Regions from separate parts of the Danio rerio genome. Here region 1 is linked to region 2. Evidence: chromatin contacts called from public HiChIP or PLAC-seq data. All regions are on one chromosome and are shown on one strand. The core of a region is the stretch at or near the end of the contact, and the rest is flanking DNA. Distances in the headings are between cores, read along the strand shown. Region 1 holds the start of cdh15 (cadherin 15, type 1, M-cadherin (myotubule)). Region 2 holds the start of galns (galactosamine (N-acetyl)-6-sulfatase).

Evidence for each region. HiChIP or PLAC-seq counts read pairs in DNA pulled down with a chosen protein or histone mark.
Region 1: an H3K4me3 HiChIP or PLAC-seq map of embryo shows a contact between it and region 2, with 5 times the contacts expected there. The contact joins the promoter of cdh15 here to the promoter of galns in region 2. A contact is called at or near these places in 1 of 18 Hi-C or Micro-C datasets (hematopoietic stem cells) and 1 of 4 datasets of contacts at active chromatin or transcription factors (embryo).

The regions. Positions count from the first base shown.
Region 1 is chr7:57,094,516-57,098,434 of GRCz12tu, forward strand. It overlaps cdh15 (cadherin 15, type 1, M-cadherin (myotubule)), which reads left to right and starts at 1,258. Exons shown (of 14, transcript NM_212606.2): 1 at 1,258-1,373. The coding sequence starts at 1,326.
Region 2 is chr7:56,591,547-56,595,501 of GRCz12tu, forward strand. galns (galactosamine (N-acetyl)-6-sulfatase) reads right to left here and starts at 1,937. Exons shown (of 14, transcript NM_001080641.2): 1 at 1,677-1,937. The coding sequence starts at 1,769. trappc2l (trafficking protein particle complex subunit 2L) reads left to right here and starts at 1,945. Exons shown (of 5, transcript NM_001003506.2): 1 at 1,945-2,003; 2 at 3,662-3,834. The coding sequence starts at 1,971.

The DNA of each region.
Region 1 (3,919 bases), core at 8-2,507, 500 kb after region 2:
AGAAAAAGTGTTATTACCTCCCAGAAGGTACCTCCCGTCTTTAGCGTCTGCGCTCCTATAGAGCATCTCACTCTTCCAAAAGCCACTGTGTGTTTTCTGATGAGCAAGTCATTTATTATATAAGAAAAAAGCAACCCAGACTCATTCAGAAAACGTTGTCCTGTGGATGTTTCTGTAGACTGCGAATTATGTAGCCGGAGGTTCGTATGGCTGCATTTAATTTTTGAAGCAAACGCTATGGGGCGGAATGACGCCGTTCCTTTTCGCTTACCGACTGTACACGACGACGATGACCGGGTTTGAGTCCAGGGAAGAGTGGTTCCCGAAATCAGGTAAGACAAAAACAGAATCCAAAAAATAAAGTGAACAAGTTCATTACAGGGTGAAAATGTGGTAAAATCGGAAACTCCCTAGCTTTTCTTTTTCTGGACGGCTTTTGTAAATTGTTGGTCGGGTTTAGGGAAGTAAGCGTGCAGGCGAGGCAATCAGTGAAACTGGTAGGGTTTAGGGAAGAAGGAGGGTAGTTCAGTCGATTGGCTGGTTGTCCAATCATTCATTCAGTCAGTCAGACAGATGTTCTCCAGTGGGTTTACGTGAGAACAGCGTGGGTGCGAACAGCACTCATAAGTGACATTTAAGATAAAAAAAGCACACACATCGACTTCTTGTGGATTCACGAAAACAAAAACTGCAAAAATACACACCTCCCGGGACGTACATCGCGGTCTCCAGAAACGTCCACAGGACTACGATTTCAGAATGGGCCTGGGTTGGAAAGAAAAGGCCCTCGATGACTTCTTCTACCACAGCAAATTGCATTTTTCTTGTTGATATTTGGTGCCAGATTATCATGACGTCACGATTTTGTTCTCTTTGACTCATTGGACAGAATCAGTTTTCACAAATGTTTTGTGCCATATTTCAGTTGGAATGGAAACGTACTAATACTCAAGCTGATTTGTATTAAGGATGAATTTAATGTGACAATGTTTACTTCATGTAGTTTTTAGTGTTCTTTATTATGAGTATCTGCATGTGTTTGAATGGGTCAAGGATTGTGAAGTAGATGGGTGTGTGTATGTGTGTGTGTGTGTGTGTGTGTGTGTGTGTGTGTGTGTGTGTGTGTGTGTGTGTGTGTGTGTGTGTGTGAGTGTATTGTGGGGGCAGGGTTCTTCACACATGTGCTGTCACTCAAGCCCTGCACACACACACATACACGAGGAACCTCAGTGTCTTGCTGCACACTTTACTTCAGTCGCCGGACACTGGTGTTGTATGGTTTGGCAGTGGTTTACTGTGGTCATTGAGGATCAAAAAGGCTAAAGATGAAGGCAGTGGTGGTTTTGGCGGCACTGCTGACTATTGTGTGTCAGGTGAGTTCAGCTTTACCTTCTACGTTTTTATCAGTGTATGCTGCACATTTTAATGCAAGGCCCTAATCCATTTCGGCACAGTACAATAATAAAAATGTGGAATGTTAATATAATATTCATATATATGATGCAATTAAGCAATAAAAAGAGAGATGTTTATAGATTGAATCATGCAGAGAATATGAAATGTAACATTAAAACATAACAATCATAACTCCATAAAACATTTTTGCTGCTTGTTCAAAAATGTTTTGGATTTTGGGGGAAGGTAACTTAATTGTTTTATGTTTAATCAACTTAAAATTGTAAAAACCATGAAGTTAACTTAATTGATTTGCATTGGGATGATATCAAGAGCTTTTTTTACACTGATCATAAGATTTTTTATTGATACTACTTAAGCTGTTCAGAAGCAACTGACCTACTCTCACAGATGTGTCTATATGTATTTCACAAACAGACATTTTTCCCAGTCGTATTTAAAAGAGAAGGGTTAACATTGTCTTTTATATTTACAGAGCAAATTGCTCAATGAATTATAAAAATGCTGGGTTCAACATAATACCTTTATGTTGTCCCTACACAAATCAATTAAGTAGGCTTAATTATTTTTACAAATTTAAGTCGATTGAACATAAAACAATTAGGCTAACCTAATTAATTTGTGTCAATGAAGAATTGTGTTAACTTACTTTACAGTTGAAATCAGAATTAATAAACCCCCTTTGATTTTTTTTCTTTTTTAAATATTTTCCAAATTATGCTTAACTGAGCAGCGAAATTTTCACAGTATGTCTGATAATATTTTTTCTTCTGGAGAAAGTCTTATTTGTTTTATTTCGGCCAGTTTTAAATTTAAAAAAAAAACATTTTAAGGTCAACATTATTTGCCCCTTTAAGCAATATTTGTTTTGATTGTCTCAAACCATGGTTATACAATAGCATACCTAATTAGCCTAACCTGCCAAGTTAAGCCTTTAAATGTCACTTTAAGCTGTATAGAAGTGCCTTGAAAAAGATCTAGTGAAATATTATTTACTGTCATCATGGCAACGATAAAATAAATCAGTTATTAGAAATTAGTTATTAAAACTTTAATGTTTAGAAATGTGTTGAAAAAATCTGCTCTTCGTTAAACAGAAACTGGGGGGGGGAAGGGGTTAACAGGGAGGCTAATAATGCTTCAACTGTTAGTAGTTTGAACAAGCAGCAATTTTTGGCATAAAGTAAATCTACTGTAATAAATGCTTCAAGGTTGAAAAATTAATTTTCGAAAACAACTTTAAAATTCATGTTCACCGACTAAATTTGTAATTAAAAGTGTGTGTTTTGTTGTTTGTTGTTGTTTTTATTACAGTAACTTCTCAAACAATAAGCGTAATTAATACATTCTTGAGCCAAAATCACCCAAACATGAGATGTTTATTAATGTAATGGTTATTAATAGTTAATATATTAATATATTAGTATTATTCATGTGTTAGTATTCATTAATAACATACTAAAACTAAGTTGCTCTTTCCTTTTTTAACCATAACTCTCTAAATAATTTTCTCCAACTCATGATTGTTTAAAAACAGTTCAAATTCTCAAATATTATAATTAGTATGTTTGGTAATTATCATCATTATGTATTTTAACACTAGATGAAAGTGTGGTGAAAAAAGTAATACATTACAATCTTAAGTCCCTTGTTTTAAAGGAACTAAATGTGTTAATAAAAGTAATGTGAAAATATGCTGGTATTTTTGTGTTTTTGAGTAAAGTCAACTAAATAGGTCCAAGTTACAATGTATACTTACTTTATTTTTAAGAAAAGTAACTTGTTATTTTAAGACAATGTTGTTGTTCACTTTAAGTAACTTATCACTTTTTACAGAGTAAAGCAGCTGCTAAATTATTTCGGTGAGATGCCAAAATACACACAGGGGACCTATTATGCAAAAATCATTTTCAATAAGAGGCTTGAACACAGTTGTGTACATATAACTAGCTTCTAATGGTAAAAATACATTAATTGTATTTTTTATAATCACACTTCATTAAAACAGTCTGTAGAAACACAACGTAGGACGTTGATCTTGTTTTTGAATCCCGTTTTACTGCTATATAATGTAATTACCATAGTTAGATTGTAATCTTAGCAGCTTGACACATTAACAGACTGGTTTGCTGTCACAAATGTTTTCTTTGGCATATTTCGATTCTTTTCGTATTTTCTTCCTCATGTTTTAGAGAAAAAAGTTTGAGAATGTCTTTGATTATTACAGCACAAGTTGCTTAGTAAAGTCAAATGTTATAAACTTAAAACGATGAAGGTACTGTAATAAAAGCTTCATAGTTTTCGATGGAAATCAATGTTTAAATAGAAGGCTATTTCACTTGATTAGCCCTAAAGGCTAAAGATTCTGTGTTTAGGAAGTGGTTACAGTTTTGACCTTGGGCCACATCTGCTAAAATCATCTATAGTGCTGCAGTGTCAAGTAATTGATTGTTAACATTGTCTTCAACTGGCTGCAATTACTAGCTGTCAGATGAATTAAACG
Region 2 (3,955 bases), core at 687-3,186:
ATAGTCATACACTGAAATCTAATTTAGTCCAATAACAGTTTATACTATTTTATAATACTCAACTTTACCAACAATACCACAACCTTGTGACGCAAGTTTTAAATAAGAAATATTCAGCAGATTCCTAAAATTGTTTTTAAATCTTTATGTATATTATGTTTCAAACCACAAAGTCTCAACCATTTGCCAGAAAAAAATATCTTCATTTTAAATATAGTATGACCACATACTTTTGGATATATTTTAACAATGCCGTTTCATTTCCACATTCATGCTGAAAGATGACGAAACTTTATTTTACTCACATTTGTTATTTCCATTCTTGCAAACCTTATTCAAAATATAAAAGTTGACTCTTTTTTTGCATTTGAGTTATTTTTTTCATGCATATAAAATCACATTTGTAAAATTATGTTAAATGCGAACACCAAAATGGGATGATTTATCTTTAATCCACAGTTTAGCTAAGATCTGCTTCTCTTACAATCTTGGACAGACACTTCTATCCAAAATCCCAAAGCAATCAACCATTTATTTATCACACACAAACAGATTGAAGTAAAGTTGGTTTTATATTGGGCGATGCGGTGGCGCAGTGGGTAGCACGTTCGCCTCACAGCAAGAAGGTCACTGGTTCGAGCATCGGCTGCATCATTTGGCATTTCTGTGTGGAGTGTGCATGTTCTCTCCCTATGTTTGCGTGGGTTTCCTTCGGGTGCTCCGATTTCCCACACAAGTCCAAAGACATGGTACAGGTGAATTGGGAAGGCAAAATTGTCCGTAGTGTATGTGTGTAAATGAGTGTGTATGGATGTTTTCTAGTGATGGCTTCCAGCTGGAAGGGCATCCACTGCGTAAAACATGTGCTGGATAAGTTGGTGGTTCATTCCAATGTGGCGACCCTGGATTAATAAAGGGACTAAGCCAAAAAGAAAATGAATGAATGGATGAATGGTTTTAAATTCGCACATTTGTTCAGTGACAACTTGTGGTATGCTCCCTATATTGTTTACCATGGTACTTTGAATATTCAGCCTGGAATCACTTGTAGGTATGACTTCAAAACAACATTACCACCATTTACTTGACTGTGAACCATATGTTGTACTAGTCATTGGCTGCTAATATGATTTCACTGTTTAGAATTAGCAAAGAATAATTTTCTGAAATTATATTATTAAGAAGAAAATCTGAATGAGTGAATATAAAACCAACTTTACCTCAATCTCAAACAGCAGTTCAATTCAAGCAAGCTCTGGGAATTGAATCAAAGACCTTAGTGTTGCTCACACTACGTTCGACAGTTGTATATAATCAATATTAATGAGCATAATAATGATAATTGGACCATAAAATTCAACATTTTTAATGAACAGTACATATTCTGATGTACGACTGTGTGTAAAACATCCCAGGGTTAATCTGAATGGCATTTTTGATTTAAAAACAGACAAATAGGTCAACATTTAAAATATAGTTTTCGATATTGTGGTAAACACAGCATATTATAACATAAAACTACTAATTAAAAACAGAATATGAACAACAGAAACATTCTCATATTTAAAGATATTGCACTTAGTAGTGAAATAATCTAAACAAACTGCAAGTGTATTAGTGATTTTGAGTCAGTTGGTCAGTTAAACTTTGAATTAAAAGACACGGGAAAAACTTACATCATCCATAAGCATGATGATGATGTTTGGACTTCCTGAAGTCTGACACACATATACTGTCCATAACACACAGATGACAGCCTGAAGACACATCGTAACCCCTTTTCAAAGCTTTGTGAAATACACAACAGATGCTAACTTTCAGGAATCGGAACTGTAAAGAGTACTATGCGTTCTACATTATAAAATGTGTTTGTTCGCATCACGAGAAGTATTGCACACTGTCACAAGCGCGATAAAACTAATAATCATGTGACTTTCGCGTGTCACGTGATCGCGGGGTGTAGCGTCATCATGGCGGTGTGCATAGCAGTCATTGCAAAGGAGGTAAATGCTAACGTGTTATATATTTTACATTAAATGTGTTTTATAAATATGTATCGAAGCATACGGTACTTTAAATCTGACACAATTAATTATTTAGATTTGGTGGATTTTTTTACGAAGAGTTCCTGATACGTGTCGCTATTGGGAAGACATTGCGACGTTCAATGTTTACATGCGTGTTTTGACAGTTTAATATTGAAAACGTTGAAATTAAAGTAGTGCTGGTGTAATTAGGATACAAGAAACCATGTTTGAGGTGTTTTTGCACAACCCTAAATTGTTTTAGAGTGATGTCTTGTAACGTTAAAGCTTGACCTTACGAGTGTTTTTTTCATGATCCGAGTCGGTTTTGCGTGTCAGACTCTTAAAACGTTAAGATTCTAATGTGTGTTACAAATTAATGTAGTTTATGTATAACTACATATCCCTAACATGCGTGGATTAGTGTAGAAAGTGTTGTTGCCACACTACCGGATGGGCTGCAATAGTAGTAGAGTTGTCACACAAAACATGGACGACTGCTAAAAAATAAATAAAAAGACCCGTACGTTGATTGAGGTTAAGTTGGTTATCATTAAAACAAAAACTTTTTAATGTGGTGTCAGGATCACACTGTATCCAAGAGATTGGTCAAAATAAATTATTGTGCTGGTTAAAAGGTTAAAGCACATCAAATACATTTTGAAGCATTGAAGAAATGCTCAGAAAAAATGTTGTGCATGTATCTACATGCGTCCAGTAGAAATGCTCTGAAAAAAATTGCTATAAATTAAAAATGTAATCAAATTCACAAAAGTGTGTATAAACATTAAACAAATATCTTAATCAAAGTATCTTTTTTATTGTAAAAAACAAAGCATACAAAAAAATTAGTCTTTTAATGTCATCAGATGGTTAAATGTGCCTGACAAGGTTATTTGGTGTATAATAAACAGTTACAAATTAGGATTAGAAATATTAGTCATTGTTTCTCATTGAGAAAAAAAAAATTATTAATTTTCTTTTTGGCTAGGTCCCTTTATTCATCTGGGGTTGCCACAGCAGAAGGAACCGCCAAATTATCCAGCATCCAGGATGCCTTTCCAGCTGCAACCCATCACTAGGAAACACCCATACGCACACTACGAACAATTTTAGCACACCCACACAAACACGGGCGAACATGCAAACTCCACACAGAAATGGCAACTGACCCAACCAAGGCGCAAACCAGCGACTTACTTGCTGTGAGGTGATTGTGCTACACACTGCTTCACCGCATTACTGAAAAATGTATTATATACAGGAAAAAAAATACAACTCAATTGCACTTTATTTTTATTGTAAATACCATTCTCATCCTGTGTCACATGTATCAATCACTAACGCTTGCCTTTTGCAACCAAACAGATGACGTTAGGCAAGTTGATGTTTATTTACAAATATATACAGATTAATTTGTTAAAAGATATTTTTAAAAATCTTGGAAACCGTTTACTTCCATTGTTTTTCTTATAATCGATATAAATGGATACTGGTTTCCAACGTTCTTTAAAATATCTTATTGTGTTCAAAAGAGAAAAAAAAGGCATCAAAGCTTTGGAAACTCCTGAGGGAGATATTATTTCTTCTCTTTTTTTGGGTGCATTGTCCATTTAACATTACATTGTTCTCTGCAGAATTATCCACTGTACATTCGGAGTGTCCCTACCCAGGGGGAACTGAAGTTCCACTACACAGTGCACACTTCTCTGGACGTGGTGGAGGAGAAGATCTCTGGAGTGGGCAAAGCTCTGGCTGACCAGAGGGAGCTTTATCTGGGACTCTTATATCCGACGGAAGACTACAAAGTGTATCCTTAAAGTCAGACTTTGAGATTATCCAATTGTCTTGCAGTTTAGTCAAAAATGGAAATTCTCATTATTTCAAAACAATATGATTTTCTTTTTATTTCTGTGTAACAGCAAAGATAT